2 separate regions of the Danio rerio genome follow, and region 2 is linked to region 1. A link is a contact called in public HiCAR-type data. All regions are on one chromosome and are shown on one strand. Each heading gives the region's core, a stretch centred on a gene start, on an enhancer-like site or on the middle of the called end of the contact. The rest is flanking DNA. Distances are from core to core; before and after follow the strand shown.

Region 1 (6,115 bases), core at 1,056-3,555:
ATTAGCATATTATTTTATTATTTTAATAACTACATTCTGCTGCAAAGTACCTTGGGGGCAAAAACTGCACCTGCTAAATTACATAAAACTCTCAATTAATTACAATTAAATAAACTAGTGGAATGTAAAACTTCATGAGGAGATTGTCAATTTAGGGGATCTAAAATCTACAAATACAGCGTTTGAACTTAGCCGAGTTATTTCGGAGTGCTAAGCCTTATTACCAACAGCACACATTTCATTTAAGCTTATTGGTGCAGCCGCCGATCAGAGCTTTGTTTTGTTTCAATTCTTAAATTCCGTTATCATAAAAAATATAGTAGTGAAACTTATGCAGGTCAAATATTATTTGTGCAGCCTTAGTGGTTATATAGCAGTTGTTGTTTTGCATAATTAGCTCTTTATTAACACCATGGACTAATGTTTTGTTTGTAACATTAGCATTTATTATTACAATATTATAATAGCAATTGTGATATAATAAACAATTAACTTTTTCACGTTGTTGACAAAATACAGTTTTAAATGTATTAAATTAATTAATTAATTATTTTTTGACTGCGATTTAATTTGCATGTATTCTCCAAAGCAATGAATTGATTGTTTTCCATATGCTACATTCTATCCCTTTTCTGACTACTCACTGTATTTATATGAAATAGTTACAATACTGGTCTGTGGATCGTCAATTGTAAATTAAATTTTTAGAAATAATCAATAGCGTTTGTGATATCAAAACTTTTATCGAAACAAAAATAACAGTTAGTCAGTTTATTTCTATTAAAATCATTTGATTAGCCTATAATAACATGATTATTTGATTAACATGACAAGAAATTAGCTTACCATTTAAACAATATGGTACTACACTGTGTAACATTGAAAACAGAAAAGCCACAAAAACACTTATGAAGTATTATGTAAATATAATTTAAATAATAAAATGTTTTTCTTATTATTATCTTAGCTATTTATTTATTTTTACCCCTAGCATCTATTTATACTTTGATAGTATTGTTAATATAATATTTTGTTTTATTTGTTCTTAATTGTTGTGAGATGTAGATGTTTGTATTAAGTTTGTACATATTTACAATAAATTAAAAATGATTATTTGATTAACATGCTTGATAAACGTCAACATAGATGTTTTTTCCAATTTGTAAATGCCAGAGCAAGTACATTTCAGAACAAGATAAGTGATAGTCAAATTTGTGCTAAAATGTTTTTAATTAATGTAATGTATGACCCTGCAGATACATTCAAGGGTACTACAGGAGGAGACGTGTCAATATGATGACCCTGACGTTCCAATACATGTGTATGTGCAACAAAAACAAACAAACAAACAAACAAACCACTTACACTAATGCACCCCCTCCCTTTCTCACTTGACATCATGGGATGTTCATGACAGTTTTATGTATAACTTACAGTCTACTGCTGTAACCTGCGTGGTATTAGCTGGAGCCTGACATTATTAGCCAAAACACTGACATCTCTTTATAACAGCGAAAGCCACGGAATACAAAACACAGAACTGAGAGGACCAACAAGCATAACAGAATGTCCTCATCACCCCATAAGAATAAAGGCTGCGGCCCCTTTAAGAAAGCAGCTAAGATGGTGTCTCTCCGGCGAGCTGCATTCGGCGCGCTTCCTTCCTGCCTTCACCGCTTTAAAACGGCACTGCAGACCCTCGACGGCTCTGACAGACGAGTCGCTCAATCTCTCCCTATCTGACTTTAACACTTTGCACAGCTGTTTTAAATGCGCCCGAGTCAACGTGTCAGGTTCGCGGATAAGTTAAGCACGGGCTCAGAGGCGCATGCACGGGAATCGCTCAGATGATATTATCGGCTCATTACGGTTAACGGCAGAGCAAACCGAAACCGGGTAACTGCTCACAGATGAGGAACTCCGGAGGAGTCCTGCAGAACAGAAAGCGAACAACCACAGCCGGCCAAAGCTATGCTGCAAATGTGTCGATTGCAAACGATAAACAGACTTACTTTTTTGTTCCGAGTCTCCGTGTGCATCTCGGTATCTAAGCGGCGGTGAAGGGGTGGAGTGGAGGGGGGGTCGGTCGGCTCGGGCGGGGTGAGATTTGAATAACAGTCAGTATTATCCGCCTCAGTATTAGAGAAGAAATGTGCGCTCGTTGGCTCGGAGGTTCACAGAAATCATATCCCTGGCGTCGAGAAACAAGCCCTCTTTCCGTCGCCCCGTTCGTCTTTCGGTGTGTGTTTGTTGCCGTGTTTCAGGGTTGGGCTCGAGCTGTGAGTCTCTCCTCCGCCTCTCCCTGCTGCTGACCCCACCCTGCGTCCCCACCCCTTCACTGTGTCAATCACAGCCGCTGCAAGTGTGTGTGTGTGTGTGTGTGTGTGTCAGCGCGCCACCACAATAATAGAAGTTCAGAAACATCATCATCATCACTTTGTCACCTCGCCTAATGACGTCAAGTTGCACCGGATGTTCGAAGTTGCTCGACTTTTTTTGGTCCTTTTTTGCATGTGTTACAGAGGTGATGATGCCTTATATGAGAATGACTAGTTTTTGGAGATAAAATTACCCCTAATTTGAGCAAAAGCAGACAAAAAAGACGTATTTTATTTATTGTTCTTAGTGTGTTTGTTCATATTGCATTATTCAGCATTTGTAGTACAGTTTTATATATATATATATATATATATATATATATATATATATATATATATATATATATATATATATATATATATATATATATTGCTGCTTGTTCGAACTACGTATTTAAAATGAGCTAAAACAACACAATTTTTGAGATTTTATGTGGGACAACTTGATCGTTTTATGTTCAATCCACTTAAATGTTTAGTTGACTTAATCTATTTGTGTTGGGATAACCTGAATGAATAGTGTGGAACCCTGTATCGGAAATAAATTGGATTTCGTAGGTATGTGTTTGGGTAAAAATATCGTTTTTTTTTTGTTTTTTTTTTGGAGCATTTTCCCCCATAAAATGGCAATTCATCTTTTTTTTGTTTTTTTTTTTGTTACTGAGAGGCAGGGTTATTCTACCTAATATATATATATATATATATATATATATATATATATATATATATATATATATATATATATATATATATATATATATATATATATTTACTTTTAAGTAGCAAAAAACATCAATGTGTTAACATAAATAGTCTATAAACATGTCTGAATATATCCCTTTTGTTATTTTGACCAAGTGGCGTTCGTTGTGTTTGTGTAAAAAAAACTTTTGTTTTGTTCTGCAAACTGATGGCATTTATTCCCAAATAAAAGTACAAATACTGTTAGAACATAATCATACATTTTAACAAATAACACTTTTATTTTGACTAGTTTAAAGTGTTTACTGAATGAAGCAATAATTAAAATGAAACATGGAAAACCTTGAGAAAAAATAGAAACAAAATTAAATAGCTGTTTATTACATAAACTGTCCAAATCACAGGGCAGCAACTCAATGCGTTAAGGCACGTGGTCAAGACAATCTGCAGAAGTTCAAACTGAGCATCTGAAGACGAAGAAAGATGAATAAAGAGACTTTGAGGGCATTGTTGTTAATGCAGGATGAGTATTTCAAAAACTGCTGGTATATAAAATATATATTTCACATAGAAATATGTCTTCAGTTTATAGAGAATAGTCGAGAAGAGTTTGGTGAGTGGCAGCAAAACTTTTCAGCTGATAGGAAGGCAAGGATTCACCAACAGTACGCAAGTTACAATGTAGCATATTGCAATGTAAAGGGTTACTATACAAACTACGCAGTAAATATATTTGTCGCACCATTACGGCTTACTTACAAAGCCAACTTTCAGCAATCATACCCTGAAGATTGGATGGTTGACTTATCCGACATTCAGGTGGAGGGTCATGAATGTATACAGTTATAATTTAGGATAAAGGCTTGAATGAATCTGCTTCTATAGACTGTGATGTTCAGTTGTTCTGAAACACATTTCCCATGGTCTTTTCTTTCCACTTAACTGGAAGTATTTGTGTAACGGGAAATATGAAGCTGGGACATATACGCGTTTATTTTCACCAGGACTGTAAGGGCTATAAATGAGTGATCATGTTAATATTTTTGTGGCTGCAATGTCAATATCACAACAGCTGCCATCATAGTGCTCGCTTTCTGAATCAACGCAAGATTTTACACTGTTTTTTGTGTTTGCTTGTTTTTGCTTTTTTGAGTAATAAACAAAAACAAATCCCTTTTAAATAAATTGGTTTAGTAATGGTTTCCTTTTGTTGGATAAACTGTGTAAATTGAAAGTACACAAATAAAAATCAATTAGTCCTAAACTCGTTTTTTTATTTTATTTATTTATTAATTAAACTGTTTAGCACATTTTAATAGTTTAGTTTAGTTCAATACATTTGAATAAAAGAAGGATGAAAATACTGTTAAGGTTTTTTTTTTTTTTTACAAAGATAGGCATTTGCAGAGCACCGCGAATGAGAGTCTTTGAGTTAAAACTACATTTCCCAAAATCCTCTCCGCCACAGCTTCTTTCCTGTCGGAACGGGAAATAGAGGGAAAGTGTAAACATGAAGCGGTAAGGAAGAGGACTAAACGGTATTTTTTGTTTTTAGTTTCGGTCTGAAGCCAGTAACAAAACTTGTCAAACCAAAACATTGACTTTCAATGAACTCTGATTTGAAAAATCCCATCACTAAGGTCTAGTCGATTACAGCCGTTAAGACTTATTGATGATGATAACACACATTGGTCGATAGGTTGAGTGGTAGTTAATTAAACGTACGACACGTTTTAATGTTGATCATAAATCATTGTTTTATTTAGTTTATCGTTATTGTATATCTTTTTTTGACCTGAGTGACGATGTAACCTCTACTTGCTGGCTTGTCTTGTCTTGTGTTCTGAATGTGAGAAGTTTGTGTAACAGTTAAACATTTTAATTTGTTGTAATGAAAGGAACGTATAACTATTCTTTCATATTTATTTAACTATTTTTATTAAATGATTTGACACATACTTTGGCCCAAATTGACCTAAAAATTACAATAGGGATAAAATATGTGAATAATGTAATAATCCGTAGTTGGTATAATGAAGTATGTTTATTCGTTTACACAAAAAAAGATCAATTAGAAAGCGACACGGTGGCTCAGTGCTTAGCACTGTCGCCACACAGCAAGAAGGTCGCTGGTTCCAGTTCCGACCTGGTCAGTCGCATTTCTGTGTGGAGTTTGCATGTTCTCCTCAAGTTTGCGTTGTTTTCTTCCGGGTGCTTCAGTTTCCCTCAGAGTCCAAATATATACGCCATAGTTGAATTGAATAAGCTAAATTGTCCGTAGTGTGTGTGTGTGTGTGAGAGAGAGAGAATGAGGTGTATAGGTGTTTCCCAGTACTGGGTTGCAGCTGGAATGGCAGTAAAATATACTGCATAAGTTGGCGGTTTATTCCGCTGTGGCAACCCCTGATGATTAAAGAGACTAAGACACAGGAATGTGATGAAATTAGCAAAATAGGAAGTGATCGTAATAAGTAATTAGATTTCTAATTTAAAAAAACAATGCAGATTTATTTTGACATTCTCATTAAATGACATACTATGCAGTTTTTATTTAATATTTATGTTTTAATAAGTTTAATTTTGGCTGTTTGCAGTATTATCTGCCAATTTTGAAAACTATCATAACAATGTAAAATGAACATAACTTTTTATCAGTGACAGCAAACAGAATAGATTGTTTTATCTTGAATTTGTTATATTTAATTAAATAAGTTTATTTAGCATTCCGTTTTTTTTTTCAACTGTTCATACAATATACTTCATGAACACTGGAGTGCAATAATTGGAGTAAGAGGAAAATTGTAACGCTAAACCATTAAAAGTGTAATTAAAATAAATATAGTTTAATTTGTCTCCTAGACTCACTGATGTGCTGTCTTTATGCTTAAAAAATATTTAGAATTATGAACATAAAACAAGCATTTGGGCTGAGGAGTTTAAAGAACTCAAAAATGATTTTGTAATTATTTATAGGGTTACTCGCCATGCCTGTGATGATGTGCCCATCCCTGAAGAACAGGAGACAGAAGGCCAGA
Region 2 (6,592 bases), core at 2,156-4,655, 71 kb before region 1:
ACACACACACACACACACACAAAACATTTGAGATTTGAGTTAAGGTGGGGCGACCAGCTGCAGTCAAACTTGAACCTCTGCAATAATCTAAAGATTACAGGAGAGTTTGAGCATGTGAAGGCAGGTACAAACATTCAGCATTATTTTTTATGAGCAAAACAGATTAATCCATCAAAAGTCCACTGGATTACAGTGATCACAATAGGTGAATAACACAAACACTGTAACACGTTTAACTCTATAAAGCAAACTGTATTATATATTATGCATCTTTATAACGTTTCTAAATTATTGAAGCTTTGTGAAAAAAAAAAAAAAACTTGGTACCACAAATCATTTATTAAGCATCAGCAAATAGTGACTTCATTATCTGCTAAGCATTAACTCTATATTAATCAGCGTTAGAAAGCAGTTTATAACTGCAGCTACAAATGCTCTATTCTTGACTTACAAACATATTTAAAATGCGCTTAATAATTGTATTTTCATGCTTTGTTAATGATTTATTTTTCATTACTAAATTAGGTATCGCATTATTTACAAACCATTTGTATTTAAGAGTAGTTGAGGGTTTCTGATTATTCAGGCATATATTAATGGTTACTATGTATATTAATAAATGCTTTATTAACTCAACTTCACCTAGTTTTGTGACTCAATCTAAAGTGAGGACTATTTATGCGTTATAAATCCCTTATAAATCACAAATAAAGGCTCAGTTAAATTATTAAAAAAATGACATTATTCATTCCTATTCATTTAAAGATACACAAATGAAACTGTACTTCAATTGAAAAATAAATCTTTGCAACCTAATCTAAAATAAAATCACTGTAGAGTTTAAACATTGCATCTTATTACATTGTTAAACTATTGTATTGTTGTTGTTGTTTTATCCAGTATTATGTCGTATTTTGACACTCCTGTTGTTTGGCAATGTTTGAACTTTACAATAATTTTTACTTTTTAGAAAAGATTGCAGAGATTCTTGTTTATTTGATTCTGAGCCTTTATTAGTCATTTATAAGGGATTTATAAAGCATGAATAGTCCTCATTTTAGATTAGGTCACAAAACTGCATGAAGTTGAGTTAATAAAGCATTTATTAACATATTAGTTAACTATTAAAGATATATAAATGTTGATTTCAATAGTTTATTAATAATTTTCTAACTCATTCTGAATGATTCTTAAAACCCTCAACTACTCTTAAATACAACTGGTTTGTAAATAATGCAATACTTAATTTAGTAAAGAAAAATAAATTGTTATCTAAGTATGAAAATACAATTATTAAGCACATTATATAGGTGCTTATAAGTCAAGAATAGAGCATTTGTAGCTGCAGTTATAAACTGCTTACTAACATTTATTAATGTAGAGTCAATGCTTAACAAATAATGAATTCACTACATGCTAATGCTTAATAAATGGTTCATAGTGTGTAGTTATTATAAAGTGTTACCAAAAACTTTTGCTCATAATTTATAGTAAATAAAAGGCTTGCAGAACAGTGTCCAGGTCACCATGTGATGCTGGTGGAGGAAAATGTTTTCCACTATCACATGAGACCACCTTCACTGTCTTTCCCATATCCGAGAGAGTTAGTGTGGGGTGATCAGTGAAGGTTTGGGCTGCAATATCATGACATTCCCTAGGCCCAACACTTCTGTTAGATGGCCATTTCACTGCCAAGGACTACCAAATCATTCTGGAGGACCATGTGAATCCAATAGTTCAAACATTGTATCCTGAAGACAGTGCTGTGTATCAGGATGATAACGCACCAATACACACAGCAAGATGACCTTCTCCCATGGCCTGCACAGTCACCAGACCTAAATATTATTAAGCCACTTAGGATGTTTTGGAGGAGTGAGTCAGGAAACGTTTTCCTCCACCAGCATTACACAGTGACCTGACACTATCCTGATTCATCTAGTAAAAAAACAAAGTGACTGTTTATATGACGTTCAATTATAGACAGTGTTGGGGAAAAGCAAAACAAAACAAACTAAATTGTTATTTATTTTTCAAAGAAAGGCAGTATGTGTTGTTATTTTTGCCTTATTTAGAGTAAGATAAACTTAAAACTTTTATGTATTACTTTTAGCCCAACACTATATTACATATACAGTATTGCACATTGATATATCTTTCATATCAAGACAAAAATGGGTGTTGTTCAATACACACACACACGTGTGTTTACATATATATATATATATATATATATATATATATATATATATATATATATATATATATATATATACATACAGTTGAAGTCAGAATTATTAGCGCCTCTGTATATTTTTTCCCTAATTTCTGTTTAATGGAGGGAAGATTGTTTCAACACTCTTCTAAGCATAATAGTTTTAAAAACTTATTTCTAATAACAGATTTATTTTATCTTTGCCATGATGACAGTAAATAATATTTTACTTGATATTTTTTAAGACAATAAGGCAAGTTATTGTATAATGATGGTTTGTTCTGTAGACTATCGAAAAAAAATAGCTTAAAGGGGCTAATAATTTTGTCTCAAAAATGGTTTTTAAAAAATTTATAACTGCTTTTATTCTAGCCAAAATAAAACAAATAAGACTTTTTCCAGAAGAAAAAAATATTATCAGGCATACTGTGAAATTGTCATTGCTCTGTTAAACATCATTTGGGAAATATTCAAAAAATCAAAATCAAAAGGGGGCTAATAATTCTGACTTCAACTGTGTGTGTGTGTGTGTGTGTGTGTGTGTGTGTGTGTGTGTGTGTGTGTGTGTGTGTGTGTATATGTATATATATATATATATATATATATATATATATGTATATATATATATATATATATATATATATATATATATATATATATATATATATATATATATATATTTATTTATTTATATATATTTATTTATATATTTATTTATATATATATATATGTATGTGTGTGTGTGTGTGTGTGTGTGTGTGTGTGTATATGTATGTATGTATATATATATATATACATACATACATACGTACACATACATACATACACATATACATACATGCATACATACATACATACATATATATATATATATATATATGCGTGTGTGTGTGTGTGTATAAACACACACACACACACTATAAACTCATACGGAATTATATTCTACCTCTCTGTTCTGTGATTTCCGCTGATTTCATAAAGTAAAATCAATATTAATAGAACCAAACAGTAGCCGCTAATGGTTATGCATGCATGTTATAACCTGGCATTATGAAAATGCTACTTAAAATGATTCTGGGCCATCACAGAATTATGACTAATATATGCAAATACTGTAGCACCATGACACTGTGACTCACGACCCTCACGCGAGAGCCTCATGTGTCCACCAGGGGGCGCTGACGAGCAAATCTGTATGTGTATCTAAATTCCATACAGCTGGAGAGCTTCCAGTTCAATGCCGATCCCTCTCCCAATCCCCCTCCCCCTGTCATGTTTTTTCTTTCTCCTCCTTTCCTTCCTCTTTCTTTCTCCTTCTCAACCTCTTCCTTTCCCCTCCCTCACTGTAAACCAGTTCACTCCCTTTCCCCTCATTCTCCCAACTCATTTCCATAGAATTTTTCCCTCTTCCAACAATCATCTGCCCGCATGTTCGAACAATTCTACACGAAAGACCCTCTTGATCTTCATTCTGCTGACTGCCCAGCCACTTCTGTCTGTCCTTCTTTGCATTTTACTCTGTGTTTCAAAGGTGTGACGACATTGCAAGTTATGTAACATTGTTTACACCCAGTTTGGAGAGAACCCTGCCCAGCAACTCACACACACACACACAACAGAAGAGGATGCATCCAGCTTGTAATCAAGGCAAAGAAGAGCCACGGGCCTCCAGTGTGCTGAAGGTTATGTAATCGTCCAGAGAAGTGGTGCAGTGATGCCATTAGACCAGGATGCCAGTTACCCTGCCATATATATTTCTAGATGAAAGCATGGAGATAGATGTATATGCAGATGCCGTTTCTCCCTCACCTAGGTTCCATCCCTTGCGTGCTAAAAGAGGCCGATCCAGACTCTGTGCCGCTCTCAGCATCACTTTCAGACTGATACTCCACTGGAGAGGTGGAGCCCGGCTTTATGCGCACTGAAAACACACACAAGAGAAGAAAAATAAGAGATTAGACTTAAATGCTGATTTGTATTTCAATAATGAGTTGAATATAATAATAACATATAAACATAAATATAAGGAAAACAAATGGCAACAATTTACTTAAAGAAGTAACGTCACGAATAAGAAAGAGATTTTATGCATGCTTATAACAACTGTCATTTAGTGTCATAAGTTCAGTTATGTTGTTTTAAATGCAAACGTGAGATGTCTTTGTCATTGACATTATAAGACAACAGAACCTGACCGCCTCTTTTTCATGACAACTTGACATTACCAAGACAACTTAACTTGTACTAAATCTGTTATAAACATTTCATGAGGAGTTTATAACTGTGTCATGAATATTATAACAGGGTCCTTCGTATTTTTCTGGACCTCAACTACAGTGGAACAATTGAATTTATCATGAAAATGTTTTTTACGACAAGTTGTATGTTGTCTTGGTAATGTCAAGCTGTCCTAAAGACATCTCAAACAATCTCTCATTTCCCTTTGACATAACAGAGCGAATGACTTGTTGTCATAAACATGCATGAAATCTGCTTCATATATATGACTTGTGTCACGTCATGATTATAAAGTTGTCATGACAGTCTTATGAACACCTATGATTGCAGTAACTGGCCTTAACAAGAATTTTTTAAAGTTAGTTACCAAAAATACATTTCTTAGTTTTGTCCAGTTTAAAAATAAATAAAATCTCTACAGGCATAATAATTAAAAAACTAATAATAAATACTACAATTAATTAGAAAAATAAAAAATAAGCTACTCAAACTTAAATATATATATTTGCAACCAAGTATTAAAAAGTAAAAGTTTGATTTATAAGTATTCTGTCCAATTACTTTTGGTCCCTTAACAAGTAGGAGGCACAAATGCAAACTGTTGTAATTCCTACATCGTTCACCTGAGGCTTAACTAGGTTAATTAGGTTAACTAGGCAGATTAGTAGTTAGGCAAGTTATTGTATAATGATGTTTTTTTCTGTTGACAGTCAAACATAAACTAGTTCATAAAAACTTAAAAACTGTTTTTATTCTTGTCGAATTAAGACAAATAAGACTTTCTCCAGAAGAAAAAAATATTATTAGACATACTGAGAAAATTTCCTTACTCTGTTAAACATAATTTGTGAAATATTTAAAAAAGAAAAAAAATTCAAAAGTGGGCTAATAATTCTGACTTCTACTCTGTGTGTGTGTGTGTGTGTGTGTGTAAGTACTATATATAGTACAAGTATATATATAGTACCGCAAAATACTATCTATATATCTATATCTTTATTTCTGTATCTATACATATGTTTATATCTAAATTTACTGTGGTTGTGTGTGTATATATGCATACAATCACACATACACACACGCGCATGCATACATACATGCATACATGCATACATACATACATCCATCCATACATACATACAACAGTTTTGTCTGGTTCTTAAATCTGCAAATAACACACACTCTAAATATACAATACAGAGATATATTATGACACACAGGCATTTATAGCTCTGTCCTCTTTTAAAAAGAGAGCTGGAAAAATTTGAATTTAAAGTGACACAAATGCACAATTAAGATCAAAGCCTAAAAGGAGCCTAAAAGAGTTATAAAAAATTATCCATGAAATATTTTGAGCTGAATTTTAACATACACACTCAATGGACATCAGAGACTTATTTTACATCTTGTGAAAAGTGATATAATAGGTCCCCTTTAAAATTCGAATTTTTAGATTTCCAACAAGGTCTCATTTGAACCCGGCTATATATGTATATACTGTTCGGTTCACACGTTGCGTTTGTTTAAAAAAGCCTCCCACTTAAATGAGGTGTGAGTGGAACACTGGAGCCATTTCTCAAATAAGCCATTAAATCAAGACCAGAACAGCCTTCCTGCCTACAATTTAATTCAAACAACATCACTTCCAGGACCTAATATGATTCAGACCATTATTTTAAATTTGTGAGAAGCTTTCTTTGTGTTTTTTGGCAAGCACACAGTTCTCGACTCCACAGGACAAAGAAAAGAGGAGGGGGGGGGGGGAGGAAGAAATAAGCTAAATTTATGTTCCATATTGACATATAGGCAAGGTGTGGCCAGTTTGAGTTCTGGGCTGATATCTCCTGACGTGACCTTTAACCCAAGCCGTTGCAGATGATTTGGAGATGCCAAAGAGTATTAAGATTATCTGCTAAATGAAAGGGGGAAGGGTGCCGTCCATTCACTAAATGTCCTCTCCCCCCACCACAACTGCCTCACATTATTTAGTAGAGAAAAACACATCAATAAACTCCAAAATTGCATTCTTATGCACTATTCTGTGTCATTTTGTAGCATAAATAGTGTAAGTAGCTCATTCACTCTGAATACTTTAAAAAGAATAAGTGCACTTTGAATACCGCATGACGTAATTATTCA

Evidence for each region. HiCAR-type assays count read pairs that join an accessible place to other places.
Region 2: a contact with region 1 is called in a HiCAR-type map of caudal fin, with 4 times the contacts expected there. The contact joins the enhancer-like site here to the promoter of klf8 in region 1. A contact is called at or near these places in 4 of 18 Hi-C or Micro-C datasets (caudal fin, embryo, hematopoietic stem cells and 1 more) and 3 of 4 datasets of contacts at active chromatin or transcription factors (caudal fin, embryo and gastrula embryo).

Annotation. Positions count from the first base shown.
Region 1 is chr21:41,332,687-41,338,801 of GRCz12tu, reverse strand. It overlaps klf8 (Kruppel like factor 8), which reads right to left and starts at 2,305. Exons shown (of 6, transcript NM_001080003.2): 1 at 2,013-2,305. The coding sequence starts at 2,039. It overlaps rbm41 (RNA binding motif protein 41), which reads left to right and starts at 4,550. Exons shown (of 8, transcript NM_001007405.2): 1 at 4,550-4,598; 2 at 6,054-6,115. The coding sequence starts at 4,591.
Region 2 is chr21:41,404,609-41,411,200 of GRCz12tu, reverse strand. klf8 (Kruppel like factor 8) reads right to left here. Exons shown (of 6, transcript NM_001080003.2): 4 at 4,025-4,136. Among named protein-coding and RNA genes, the nearest start is that of klf5l, 49 kb to the left of the region's middle. Within about 2 kb of position 3,405, at least 25 of the 62 cell types and tissues checked have an H3K27ac peak or open chromatin away from gene starts, as enhancers often do. A contact at or near this core is called in caudal fin, where this site is marked.